Regions from separate parts of the Oryctolagus cuniculus genome. Here region 1 is linked to region 2. A link is a contact called in public Micro-C data. All regions are on one chromosome and are shown on one strand. The core of a region is the stretch at or near the end of the contact, and the rest is flanking DNA. Distances in the headings are between cores, read along the strand shown.

Region 1 (6,986 bases), core at 2,915-5,414, 100 kb after region 2:
CCCACCCCCAACCTCTGGGCCACAACTCTCTCTCCAGTGGGCCTGCAAAGCGGTGCCTGAAATTCTCTGCATTCCTTTCGTTCCCAGAGGGCTGAGGCGGCTCTCTAACATTCCTGCCCACAGGCACCTGAGGAACCCGGCCCCAGGCTCCTCTGCCTGAAGCCAGCGGGAAGTGTAGTGCAAAGGGCAACAAACCAGAAAGGCCGAAAGGGAACACAAAGACAGGTGGAGGGCGGGAGACAGGAGCCTGGTCTCCATGGTTCTGCCACTCAAAACAGTGGTGATGACGGAGCACCTGAGGCCTGGGCAGAGTCAAGGAGGCTGGAAAGAAACCCAGGGTCCTAGTACACATCTGGAGTAAACACTTCGGGCTAGAATCTCTTGCTAGAAAGCCTAGGGGAAAAACAGGTTTTCACTGAAGCGTTCCCTGAATCTCACAAACCCAATGCAAAAACAGTAGCGTTAGAGTTCCTAAGACGAGCTACCCCAGCAGGAGTCCCCTTTCTCCCTCCTTCCTTCTCCCGTCCCTTCCCTCCTTCTCCCTTCGTCTTTCTTGTACACAATCTGGGAGTCTATTTGGGTAAAATGGAGAAGTGGGGCGCACCTCCAGTTTGTTCCTTTTTAGCCACAGCTACACCACTAGAGGGCAGTGTCTGCACTAATCACAAACTGCTCATTTCCTAGGGCCCATCACACATCCTGTGACAGGATGTTTCAGGATTTTCCTTCAATTCTACTTGTAAACAAATAGCCTTGGGGCGGAGACACGCAGCTGCACCGGGCAGCAGGGCGCAGCAGGGATTGTGCAGGCCAAGGTTTTGGTGTACCTTGAACAATCTTAATCTCCTGGCAGCCCCCTTCACAGCCCAGAGCCGAGGTTTGTGTCTCAGTCCTTGTAAATCTCAGTCCAAGTTTTGGAATTTCTCTGAATGCCATCCCTAAGAGCAAAAAGAACCTTCTATGGGAACGAAACGTTACATAATCCGGCACAGCCGACTGTGTACAAGATTCTGTTTGGTTTCCACGCACAATTTACAAGGATGTGGTTCGTTCAAAAGCAGGATTGTGCAACTGGGCAAAAGCTGTCAGTGGATTGATCAGGCAGGCAAACCTGGGCAGGAAGAGCCACATGCTTCTCTCTGCCCGAGACGCTGGGAATGTGAACCGGGTGGGTAAATGTGGTCCTGGTTGGAGGACCCAGTAAACAAAGTTGCTAGAAGCCCTGGGCTCCGTTGAGGCAGAGTTCCCTGCCTGTGAGCTCAACCAGTGCTCCAGGGCATACACTTGGCACTCCCTGCACGAGGGGGTGGGGGCGGGGCTTCGCTTCTGATCTCTCTTGAGATTAGTGTTTCAAGAAGCCACGCAGGCTGAGCAGTGGGAGGAAAGACCCAGGTGGAACTGTAAATCAAGAAATAGGAAAGAAATTAGGAAAAGGAGAAAACAGGCTCTTCACAGACAGGTGCATAGCTGCCTGCAGCCCTGATGCCTCCCATACTCCAAACAACAACGGCTATTTGCTGATGTCAAACGTATCAGCTTAGCAGGAAAGATAAATGAAGGGGAAAATCTTCAGGCAGAAAGATTTTTGAAATTTTTCTGCAGTGCCAAAACACAGTCCAGGGTTCAAACGGGCCATATTTGGACAATGATTGCTATGTTATTTCTTCTATCTTCTGTGTTTTCACTTCTATATAATAACATTAACACTCTTTACACAAGGTCAGTACTATTTACCTAGAACTTTCCCACAAGTCTCTTCTCTTTTGCCCTCCTCTCTCTTCCTCTCCCAGGGTCATGAGCACATACTATGTTTCTGAGAGAGAAAATGTAAGAGGGAAAGTTCGCTGGGATTAGTCAGGATTGTAATTAGGGGATTGTAACTCAGCAAATCTACACTGATTAGGGCAAGACAGAGCAGAAAACTTGTCCCTAGGTCTAAAGATTCAACAGAAGACTATCAGGGTTGACCTCACACTGCGTTTCAAAGCGGCAAGGAAAGAAAAATACAGAAAAACAAAGCCAGGATGGAAGTGTGCTGTGGGAGGGTGCACAGTGAATAGGAAAAAATGCTATGGAAGATTACTCCTGACCCAGCAAAACCTGACCAGAAGGAATGTTGACAAAGGGTGGAGATGCATTCAAGAGTTTTGCAGACGGCACCTCTGGCCCACACTTGCCAATCATAACCCCAGGAAAGTCACTGGGAAGGCACCATGGCCTCTTCTTTTACAGGCATTTTGTTTCTAGGACCATGCCCTGGGAAATCAGGGAATAAGCCCCTTGTCTTTACAAATCTGAGATTTGCTACAGTGGGACAGATAAAAACCAATGGCTAGGAAGGGGTAAACCGTCGATGAGATCCCGGTTGTAACTCGGTTGAACAGAGTTGTTTCAGTACATGACAACTTGGCTCCAAGCGGTATTATTCTGAATGCATAATTGATGGGGCCCGTCTGTTTTTGGTAAAGGGACTTTTGTTTTGCTTTTTTTTCTTCCCCACTCTCACTCCGAGTGAATGGCTTTCTCATTAGACAATGTTCACATGCCCTTGGAAAATGTATTTGGAATAGAAAGACTCCCCAGAATCACAGATTGGAATGCCAACAGAGCCAAGTATCTTCTTCCCCATCTTGAGATGGTTACATGGGAACTCACGCTGATCTCCACGCACGGGATGTCGCAGGTAAGACTACTGAAGCCATGGGACCATCTAATTAGCGTGGTTATTAAAGTCCTACGGCACTCTGGTGAGCAGAGCTGTGGACTAGCACTCAGAACATCTTTTCTCATTCCAGCCCTGGGTCCTGGATTTATAGAAGCAAAGCAGCTACGAACACTTTGGGTCCTCTCACCCATTCTGCAGATGCTTTAGTAAGCATCTACCTACTCAAGGCCTTAGGCACTGGGGCACGATAACGAACAAGATTTTGGCATAAGCCTATCTTCACATAATTTGGAATCATGGAAGATAGAGGCCAGCAAAAAAAAAAAAAAAAAAAAAAAAGCAATTAGAATGTTACACTCTCTAGGGTGGTTACCATAAAAACAAAAAACAAAGAGAAAGAGAAAGAGAGCTTGGTGAGGATGGTAAGCAATTAGAACCCCGAACACTATTGGTGGGAATCATGCAGCTGCTGTAGAAAACGTTCTGGCAATTTCTCAAAAGGGTAAACATAGTTACCATATGACCCAGCAATTCACCTGCTGGGTGCTTACCCAAGAGAACTGAAAACATAGGTCCATACAAAACATGCACACAAGTAGTCGTGGAAGCATTATTCATGAAAGCCAAAACCTGGAATCAGCCTGGTGTTCGTCAACAGATGAATGGACAAGCAAAATGCGATAAAAATATACAATGGAATATTACTCAACCATAAAAAGAATGAAGTCCTGACACATGCTACATACAACACGGATGAACTTTGCAAGCATTTCGTGTAGTGAAAGAAGCCCCACAGGAAGACCAGTATTATACTATTCCATCTATGCCAAGACTGGGTAGATCCCTGTGGAAACAGAAAGTAGATCATTGCTGAGAGGGGTGTGAGGGACAGGTGAGTGGGAGTAGCTAGCTGTCAGTGGATTCCTTTTGGAGTGAAGGAAATGTCATGAAATTACAGTGGTGACAGTTGTACAAGCTTGTGGACGTATTAAAAACCATTCAGTTGTCTAGTCTGAAAGGGTGCGTTATGGTAAACAAGTTCTATTTCAATAAACAAGGTGATTATAATGCATGTGATGAATGCTACATTAAACCGAATGCTATTCTACATGTTTAGGGTGGCACCAGAGAAGGGGTTCAGAAGGGATTCCTGAAAGAAGTGACTTTAAAAAAAAGATTTATTTTATTTATTTGAAAGACAGAGTTACAAAGAGAGAGAGGGAGACAGAGAGAGAGAAATCTTCCATCCACTGGTTCAGTCCCCAGATGGCCACAACAGCCAGAGCCGGGCCATGAGCCGGTAGCTCCATCAGGGTCTCCCATGAGGCTGCAGGAGCCCAAGCAGTAGAAGTGGAGCACTCAGGACTCAAACCAGCACCCACATTCCTGGGACGCCAGCAATGTAGGCAGCGGCTTATTCATTCACAATGCAAGCCCCAAAAAGTGACTTTTAAATAGGAGGAAGATGGATCAATACAAAACAAAGGGTTAGCAAAACATACCCAGTGCTGAGGGGAGAGAGCCCATGGTACATTTAGGGGAACAGTAAAATGTACCCCCACTTACACCCCCATCCCCATGGTAAAGAGTTTGGACTTTGTCCTACTTGTAATGCGAAACTCTTGGAAGAGTTAAAGCATGGGAGTGACGAGATCTGGTCTGTTCTTCAGAAAGCTTGTTCTAAAGGCAGTGTGGAGAATGGATTGGAAGTGAGGCAGGACTGGAGGCTGGGAGATGATTCGTGAAGAGGTTACGGCACAAGTACAAGTCAGAACTGACCAAATAGGGAAAACTGGAAGGTCCTGGGGAAGTGCTTCCAAGCTCCCTGTAATGCTTTGCCAACCACAACAGCACGAGGCTCCTCCAGGAAGCGAGATGCGGTTTGCAAGGAGCGGTGCTGATGCTGAGGCTGCCAGCATCTTTCCCAGCAGCCCCCACCCCTGCTCTCACATCCAACTGTAAATTCCATGCCCTCCAGACAGCGGCCCCCGTTTCAGACCACCATGGCTACCAAGATCCTCACCACGTGCAACAAAAAGACATTCTGCTCTAAACAGCACAGAGCAGGAAGTGCTGTCAGAAACGTTGGAGTTCAAATTCCTGCCCACCATTGCCAAGTTTAAGCGGTAAGCCTCGGTCTCTGAGCTCATTCTCTTCAAGTGAGAAGGACAATGCATACTCAGCTTTGCACTGACGACTCACATAGGCATGTGCAGATCTGCTTTTGCATGAAGATTTACCTCTGCAGGATGATGTTAGCTTTATTTGCTAACAATGTAAGGGCTAATAAAACAATAGCTACATAAATAGCTTAGAAAAGCCTTGCACCAGGCCTGCTATGTAATGGATGTTGAATACGAGTGGTTTCTGTGGTGACGATTCCATGATGCAATCCTACTTCCTCAATGCAAGGAAGACATCGAAGGCTGAGTAAATATGCACTGGGCCTGCTGCTGTCACCGTCTTATTTTGTTTTACTTTTTAAGGTTTATTTATTTATTTATTTGAAAGGAAGGGATACAATGGCTGGGACTGGGCCAGGTCGAAGCCAGGAGCCAGGAGCTTCTTCTGGGTCTCCCACTGCTTTCCCAGGCCATAGCAGAGAGCTGGATCAGAAGAGGAGCAGCTAGGACTCAAACTGGCCCCATATGGGATGCCAGCACTGGAAATGGAGGCTTAACCTGCTATGCCACGGTGCTGGCCCCAACTGTCACCATTTTAAGAGCTAAGAAAGGGGGTGGGACCATGATGCAGTAGGCCCAGGAAAGCAGTAGAAGATGGCCCGAGTGCTTGGGCCCCTGCACCAGCATAGGAGACTGGGAAGAAGCTCCTGGCTCCTGGCTTCGGATTGGCGCAGCTCCGGCCATTGCAACCATTTGGGGAGTGAACAATGAAAGGAAGATCTTTCTCTCTGTTTCTCCCTCTCACTGTAATTCTACCTCTCAAATAAATAAAATCTTAAGAAAAAAAAAAAAGCTAGTAAAGCCCATTCCACTATCATGCTAGAGACAGATGTTTGCCAGTTGAGGAACTTAAGTTATTTGCATCCATCGTTCCTTAAACACCAATTCATAAACCAAATCATTTAAATTAATTCCTAAAAAGAAAGATCCCAGCACTGCTCTGAGCAGTCTTTAAATCAGGCTTGTTGTCTCTCAAGCAGGAAGGCCCACGTCCCAGGTAAAAGCGCTCCTTTCTGGAGCCCAGCATACCTCTGAGGCAGCCGGCCATGCAGGGTGTGAGGCGTGGCCTAAGTGCAGTGCTGTCTGGAATGATAATGCAGCATAAGAAAAGCACGTCATGTCTACACGCAGCAGGCCATTTAGTTTAAAGAGCTCTCCGGGCACCTCTCACCGAAGTTGTTGCACAGAAAGGAAGACCTTTTCAAAATGGAAGCATGGAAGGTACCCAGCCGTGTTAAACCCTTGCGTAAGGAGCTGACTGCCCTCAGCACTAAAACCCAGGTCTTTACTCTCCCCCTTTACCAGATTGCAGTTCCGAGTGATAAAAGGTGATTTTAATACCTGACCTCATAGTAAACGAGGTTTGGAGAGTGGTTGCGTGTGCGCACGCATACACACACACACACACACACACACACACAGCATCTGTATCTTCCATGTATTTGAAAAATATTGCCTCTCTCCTCCTCCCATAGTATGCAGTAAAATTTATCATCAAAGAAATAACCTTGTTAAGCATGGTTCTTTCTTAACCATTGCAATGGATTTCAGAAAGCACAAGGTGGCAGAAGCACCCTAGAAATACAATGCGAATAAACTTTAGGGCAACTAGAGCACCATGGAAACTGCGATAAAATCAGGTTTTTTTAAATAGACGAAAATAAGAGACCTTTTCCATTATAATAACAAACATTCCCAGGAAAGTCTGGAAAATATGACAGGTAGATGGGGAAAGACAACGGCACCACCCAGAGATATGGACAAATGTTTATTTCTTCTTTCTACTCCAATTATTACTTGTGATTATACCAGATGGGCAACTTTATATCCTCCCTTTTAACCTTTAGTGATAACACTTTCAAATCTTATTTATTCAAACATCTCTTTGTGTCATCAAGGATTTAAGGCATCTGCATGTGTCCATATTTTTATAAACTCTTAAAAGATCACTGATTAGTTAGAATCTAATCTTACTTGTGGTTTCCCATTAGAGCAATTGCTCTAAGTTAAACATCACAGGCACCCAAGTCAGTGCATTTACCTTTTAATATCTGATTTAAGAAAATCATCCAGGAGGAGGAGAATGGGACAAATGAAATGGTAACTCTTCCTTTATTCCGGAGCAGGGAATGAAACAA
Region 2 (6,309 bases), core at 584-3,083:
AGTTATATGTTACATGTAAGTTTTTCAATGTTATCTCATGTGCCCGGATTCCTGCCTTATTCCATACAATTTTTACAACTTTCCTAGTTTCTGCTGCTAAGCCAATCTCATCCCCAAATCGGTAGCACTAGAAATTTCAGGCTCAACTTAGGCCAAAAGAGCTTAAAAGGAACCAGGAGATAAAGCCAGCACCAGATCCAGTGCTATCATTGTTCTCATACTACTTTTTAATGGTCTTTCTACCTTACAGAAGTATGCACCAATTAATGTTGGAAACACTAAATGACAGTTAAGGGTCCCTAACTCTGGTCTCTGCTTGCTGCTTGGGATATATTTCATTTGAATCCCAGTCCTGCCACTTACTACCTATAGGAAATGCCTAGGCCCTATGTTTTCCTCTGTTAAATGCTGATCACAGCTTTCCCTACCTCTCTGAGTTGTGGAAAGTGAATTAATATTGGAAAGTGCCTGGCACATGAGGGTTCTCACGGAATGTCAACTGCTTGTATTATATCCCCCATGATTAGTCGAATGTTGAGGCCAGCCACGCTGCTTTGGAAGCCATAAAGCCCTCACTCAAACCCTGACAGTTTCACAAGTCATCTGTGTGACCCTGGATGAGCTCCTTAACAGTGTCAGCCTCAATTTCTTCATCTGCTAAAGGGGTATCACAATTCCTTTTTCATAGGGCTATAAACAAGATGACATATGACAGTGCTTAGCACAAGTCCAGACAAACAGGTACTTTGTATTCATTTTTTACTTCTCTGTGATTCATTCTTCTCTGAGTTTATCACTGGAAATCCCCCAGGATGATTTGTTACTTGTGACTAATCATTCTCTGTGTCCTTCTCCCCTTAATTTTAGTTGAGTGAAGCAAACTTTTAAATTTAGCATCAGGAACTATCTTGAAGGGAAAATAGTTTTGCAAAAGTAGCCTCTTATGTACGGTATTAAGAGTCCTTTCCACAAACGGGAGTGGCAGAGGGAGGATGCTACAGCCTGCCATGACTCCTTAGCACCAGGTGGTGGCACTGCCTCCCCTCTGCCTCACTTTCCCACCACCAGCTCTGAGATCCGGCTGCTCTCTAGAGCTGCTCACCAAGCTTTATCAGTTGGGAAGAACTGAGAGCAAATAAAAAGTTGAGTCATGGAAGAGTTACCCTCATTTGCCATACCATTGGGATGGCGCCAATGCTCGCATTTTCAGACGCGCACATGCTAAGCTCTGAGAAGATCCAGTCTTCTCTGTGGACCACTGCCATCAAAGTCTTGACGCAACTTGCAGGCGAGGATTATCTACAGCACAGAGCCTGTGATTTTGAGGTGAATCAGCGCCTTCGATGGCCTCCCCTGGTATCCGAGGAGGATCTGACTTCATGGTCCTTGCACCTCTCTTCCTTGTGGTACACTCACAGAAGGCTTTAGTTTCAGAGTGCAAATGTTTGGCCCTCATCCGGTACACTCAGGGTAAAGGTAACTCTCTTCCACTCCTCCGTCTTCTTTGACCAGTTCTCTACCACATCATCAACTCCTTTTTCTAGGTCTTGCCTCCTACACAGAGTTTCACTCCCTTAATCCTGTTCAAACTGCCTGTAACGCTGACCAACACCCAAAGGTGCTGCTTCCAGAACAGGTTGAACTGGGAATTGCAAATGCCAGGGTAAGAGTCCTGCCTGCCCTGGAGTCAGTGTGACCTGGGTGAGGGTTATGGGAAGCAGTCCTGAGTGAGCCACTCTGAACAGAAGATGGCAGTAGCGGCCCAGGATTTGGGCACCTCTTTCCCAGTCCTTCCAGCAAAGGGCATTTCTCTTAGGTTGAATGTGAGTCTCAGAACCAGAAATTGCACGTGTTCAAGGCCAAACAAACAAATGGACAAAGGGAGGAGCTGCTTCTGAGTCATACTGCAAAAGGAGAGGCAGAGCCCTCCAGAAAACAAACACAGGCTTTTTTGGAAAAAGCAAGGGTTGGAGATCCAGCGCGCATTCTTACTCAGGCTTTGGGCAGGTTGTTTAGCATGGTGACTCAGTCCGTGCCCTCATGTGGATTAAGGGATAAGGAAGTCTTCCTCACAGACTTGACAAAACTACTTTGTAGGTTCCAACATGCTATAAAAATACAAGACAGACCTTTTTGTTGGTTTTAGACTATTCCTTTGGATTTGTCCCTGCATCTCCAAATTCCCGAGGCAACTTTTTCTTTTTTCCTTTTTTTTGGTTCAAGTGCTACAACAAGAAACAGTTTGAACATAGGCCTGTTATTTCTCTGATAATTATAATTTTCCAGAGAGTTATGGCACAGAAATTACTTTGTAATCGCTCTAAATTCTTTGCTTCATCCTGAGTCTACATTTATGCACTCACTCGTGCTCCTGTCATCTGTTGTCTTGATTTATGGAATGTTCTCTCTCCGATATCCTCATTTCCTACCTCTGCCTCCTTTAAAACTTACTTAATATGGCTGCAAGGTCAAATTCCTCATCATTACAGCATTACATTCTCAGGTGTAATCATTACAGCCTTAATAAAGCAGGCAGTAACTTCCACAACAGTCTGTTTAATCCACTAGATAATTGCTCAGCCTTCACTATCTAACCCCTATCCACTCCCTTGCCACGATTCTAGAACCACTGTGTTATGGTTTGAACCATCTATTAATTTGGCACATGTGTTAATTAAAAATTCATTTCTAGCCAAGTACATGAAGGATCTGGGGCTGTGTATAAAAAAATGCAAATACGATTAATCTTAACCAGTTTCACTTGGAGCAAAAACAAGTAGCCAAAAAGTTTTCTCATAATTGCTATACACTCACAGACCCTTCAAAATTGAAAAAAATCATACATGTAAAGATACTTCAGAATTAGCTGGGCATTATGGCAGAAAATTTATGAGCCATGCTACCACCCAAAATCATTTTGATGTTGTTAATAAGGCAAACATGTATTACTTCTCTTTGCTCTACTTGTGACTGGGAGTGAATTTTATCCATAAGTAACATTAAACCAAACTAGGTTCTTACACCTGAACAGCCAAGAGGTACAGAAATTTCCACATAGCCTTATTAGAGAGTGGGATATGTAACAGGGCCATAATCTAGAATCAGTCCTCAGTTTTATTATTTATTTTGCTGCCTTGATCATTTTTCTGCACTCATTTGGCTTCAAGGCATAGACATTCCCTGTTGATTATCTCGGCTTGGCAGTGGGTTTCTGCTACACATTTTGATTCCTAATATGGTAGCGGGAGAGGGTTTTGTATGAGTTCCAGCGAGTTTCTCTGGGCTTGTGGAATGCAGTGAGGAAAGAATCCTACAGAGATGAAAACAGGAACATTTGCATTGATAAAGAGAAAAAGGAAAGAAAGACAGAAAAAGGGGGATAGCTCTCTCAAAATTTCTGGCCACTTACGCTTCTAATAATGTCTTACAGTGGGGACAGGGGTAGGGAGAACTGAGGTTAAGCCCTTTTATTGTCCATATTCTTGGCGACCATCTCAAAAAAAACCATTTTGAAATGCCTGAGTGTTTTTACAGAGGCACTGCTTACGAAACAAAGTTTTCATCTTCAGCATCCAAGTTTCAATCCCTGAAGCACCCTATCACACTGCCCTGCAAATTAGCCATATAATGAAGAAGTCTGAAAGAATCATTTTCATGTCCCCAAAAGACAGTTATAGATCGTGTCTGTTCACAGGGTATAAATTACAGTTGTGTAGCAATATGGACGAATGTTAAAGCAATGCCTTAATTGCCTCTCCGTGTATAGATTATTTGGGAGTTCGATACAGTTTTTCTCTCAAGGTCGTAAATTAGTTCACAGAAATACTCACTTGGTAAAAATCCTCTAACAGTGCTTCCCAGATGAAGTATTTTGCTTTAATAATGGACTCCTCTTCCCTAAATGTATTTACTAAAGGCCTCTCTCTGTACCTTAATAAGGTACACTTGCACTGGTGTAAAAATGTCATTATTTTTTATCATTATTCACATCCATTTAATGTACTTTTGTGTAATTAAGAAATATATTTGGCAGCTGTGGCCTCCAAATTGCCTAGGTCAGCATTGGAGGTCAAACCTAGGTAGGTTTATTTGGTGCTGCATAAACAAAATCGCTTGTGAGACATCATCTAGAAATCTAAGGAACTGAACACATATTATAGAAACGTGGAAGTATGATTTTTTTTGTCATGCTCCAAATATTTCCTTTTTCTGGACAAAGAATTTTTAGAAGCCCTTCACTAAAGGGTTCTAATTAGTTAGCAACAACCACAAACACTATTAGTACATTAGTTCAGCCCAGACTGTCTGAAAACAATGGACCCCAAAATAGCAGAGATGTAAATGAAACAGAAATGTGACGCTCTAGAACACAGCATAGTGTGAAAGGAAGCAATCCAAAGCAGATGCGGAGTCAACCACAAAGAACCAGGACTGCTATCTTTGCTCAGACTGTGGATTTCATTTCAGGGACCTATCTGTGCGGCACCTCCAGCCAACACATCCATTTGAGAAAGAAAAGGGAAAATCAAGGGTGAGCCTAAGCCCTACCTCAAAATTCTTCAAGTGCTACAGAGTAATTCCACCTAACATCTCACTGGTCAGAATCTAGTCTTGACCCCCAGCAAGGAGAGCTGGGACATGTAGTCTTTGTTCTGGGTGGCAATTTGCCCAGCTCAAAATTAGGATGCTAAAACTAAGAGGAGGGGTGACTTGAGTCTACAGCATAGTCAGGTTCACGGGCTCCTCAACTTGCTATCATTGCTGGGCTCAAGACGGTGACTCTGCTCCCCCATGTATAATGACATTTATTTACTTATATTAAAAGTAGCATTTTTGTTTCACTAACATTTATGTAGCAAAACTTTTTGAAAAATTTGAAAATGAGACAAAGTTTTTTTAAACAATCACAAAATTTGCCACCCAGAAATGAGTGAGGTTAACTTTTTGGTGCATATTTCAAGACCTGTTGTCATTGCGGATGTGTATATCTGCACACATTCTTTAAGAAAGGGGGAAGATAGTGTGTAATTTTTTTTTTTTTTTTGACAGGCAGAGTGGATAGTGAGAGAGAGAGACAGAGAGAAAGGTCTTCCTTTGCCGTTGGTTCACCCTCCAATGGCTGCCGCGGCCGGCGCACCGCAGCCGGCACACCGTGCTGATCTGATGGCAGGAGCCAGGTGCTTTTCCTGGTCTCCCATGGGGTGCAGGGCCCAAGTACTTGGGCCATCCTCCACTGCACTCCCTGGCCACAGCAGAGAGCTGGCCTGGAAGAGGGGCAACCGGGACAGAATCCAGCGCCCCGACCAGGACTGGAACCCGGTGTGCCGGCGCCACAAGGCGGAGGATTAGCCTTGTAAGCCGCAACACAACACTGAGATCTTCTTCCGTCTTTGCATTATGATTTAAAATTGTTATAGATAACTTCAGAATATGGCCATTCCATAACTTACTTATCCAATGTCCTGTTGTAGGCCACACTGCAGTTAACTTCTCTGCTGCTAAACCTTTGCTGATATCCTCAGCGACCTTATTCAGAAGGTAGTTTTTAATGATCAAAGAGTGTGCATATCTTATAGCTTTGATATACCAAATTCCTCCCCAGATAATTTGTTAACATTTTAGTTCCCATCCAGAGCATATGGCTGTACACTTTGACCAATAATGAACTTATGTAATTTAAGTCTTTGCCAATCTGATAGACAAAAATATTGATCTCACTTTTACTATCCCTTTGATTATCATTAACACGGAACATTTCCACTGCCTTTATCTCTTTTTTATAACTGTGAAAGGGTATGACAGAAAAAAAGGCAGCTGATGGGCTCAAATTTGGTCTGAAAGGAAAAAGTCTCAGGTTCTTAAATCATGTACTCCAAGTCACGAAGCAATAAATGGAGAGGTTATCCTTCAACTTCAGGAGGCACTCAATGAAGGTGCTATCTGACCACTTTAAGAAATTACTCTAGGAGCTGGCACTGTAGCATTGTGAGTAAAGCCACAGCCTGCGATGCCAGTGTTAGTAAAATGGCGAAGTCTTATCTATGGAACAATCTACACCCTGACACCATCCTAGGCTGTAGCCCCTGCCACCATTGCTGGAAGCCAGATGGCCACATGGCCCAAACACCCTACCCCCATCCTAATGGGATTCACTGCCCCTACTTCCTTGCCCACCCCACAGCAAAGATTTTAAGATTTTTATTTATTTATTTGAGAGGTAGAATTACAGACAGTGAGAGGAAGAGACAGAGAGAAAGGTCTTCCTTCCGTTGATTCACTCCCTAAATGGCCGCAACAGCCGGAGCTGCA

Evidence for each region. A called contact is a pair of places that touch in the nucleus more often than the background predicts.
Region 1: a Micro-C map of ear pinna shows a contact between it and region 2, with 7 times the contacts expected there. The contact joins two enhancer-like sites. A contact is called at or near these places in 4 of 6 Hi-C or Micro-C datasets (ear pinna, embryonic fibroblasts, skin fibroblasts and 1 more).

What each region holds. Positions count from the first base shown.
Region 1 is chr11:82,352,492-82,359,477 of mOryCun1.1, forward strand. No RefSeq gene overlaps it. Among named protein-coding and RNA genes, the nearest start is that of PAWR, 130 kb to the right of the region's middle. Within about 2 kb of position 4,165, at least 2 of the 8 cell types and tissues checked have an H3K27ac peak or open chromatin away from gene starts, as enhancers often do. A contact at or near this core is called in ear pinna, where this site is marked.
Region 2 is chr11:82,254,013-82,260,321 of mOryCun1.1, forward strand. All of the region lies in intron 11 of SYT1 (synaptotagmin 1), which reads left to right. Among named protein-coding and RNA genes, the nearest start is that of PAWR, 230 kb to the right of the region's middle. Within about 2 kb of position 1,834, at least 4 of the 8 cell types and tissues checked have an H3K27ac peak or open chromatin away from gene starts, as enhancers often do. A contact at or near this core is called in ear pinna, where this site is marked.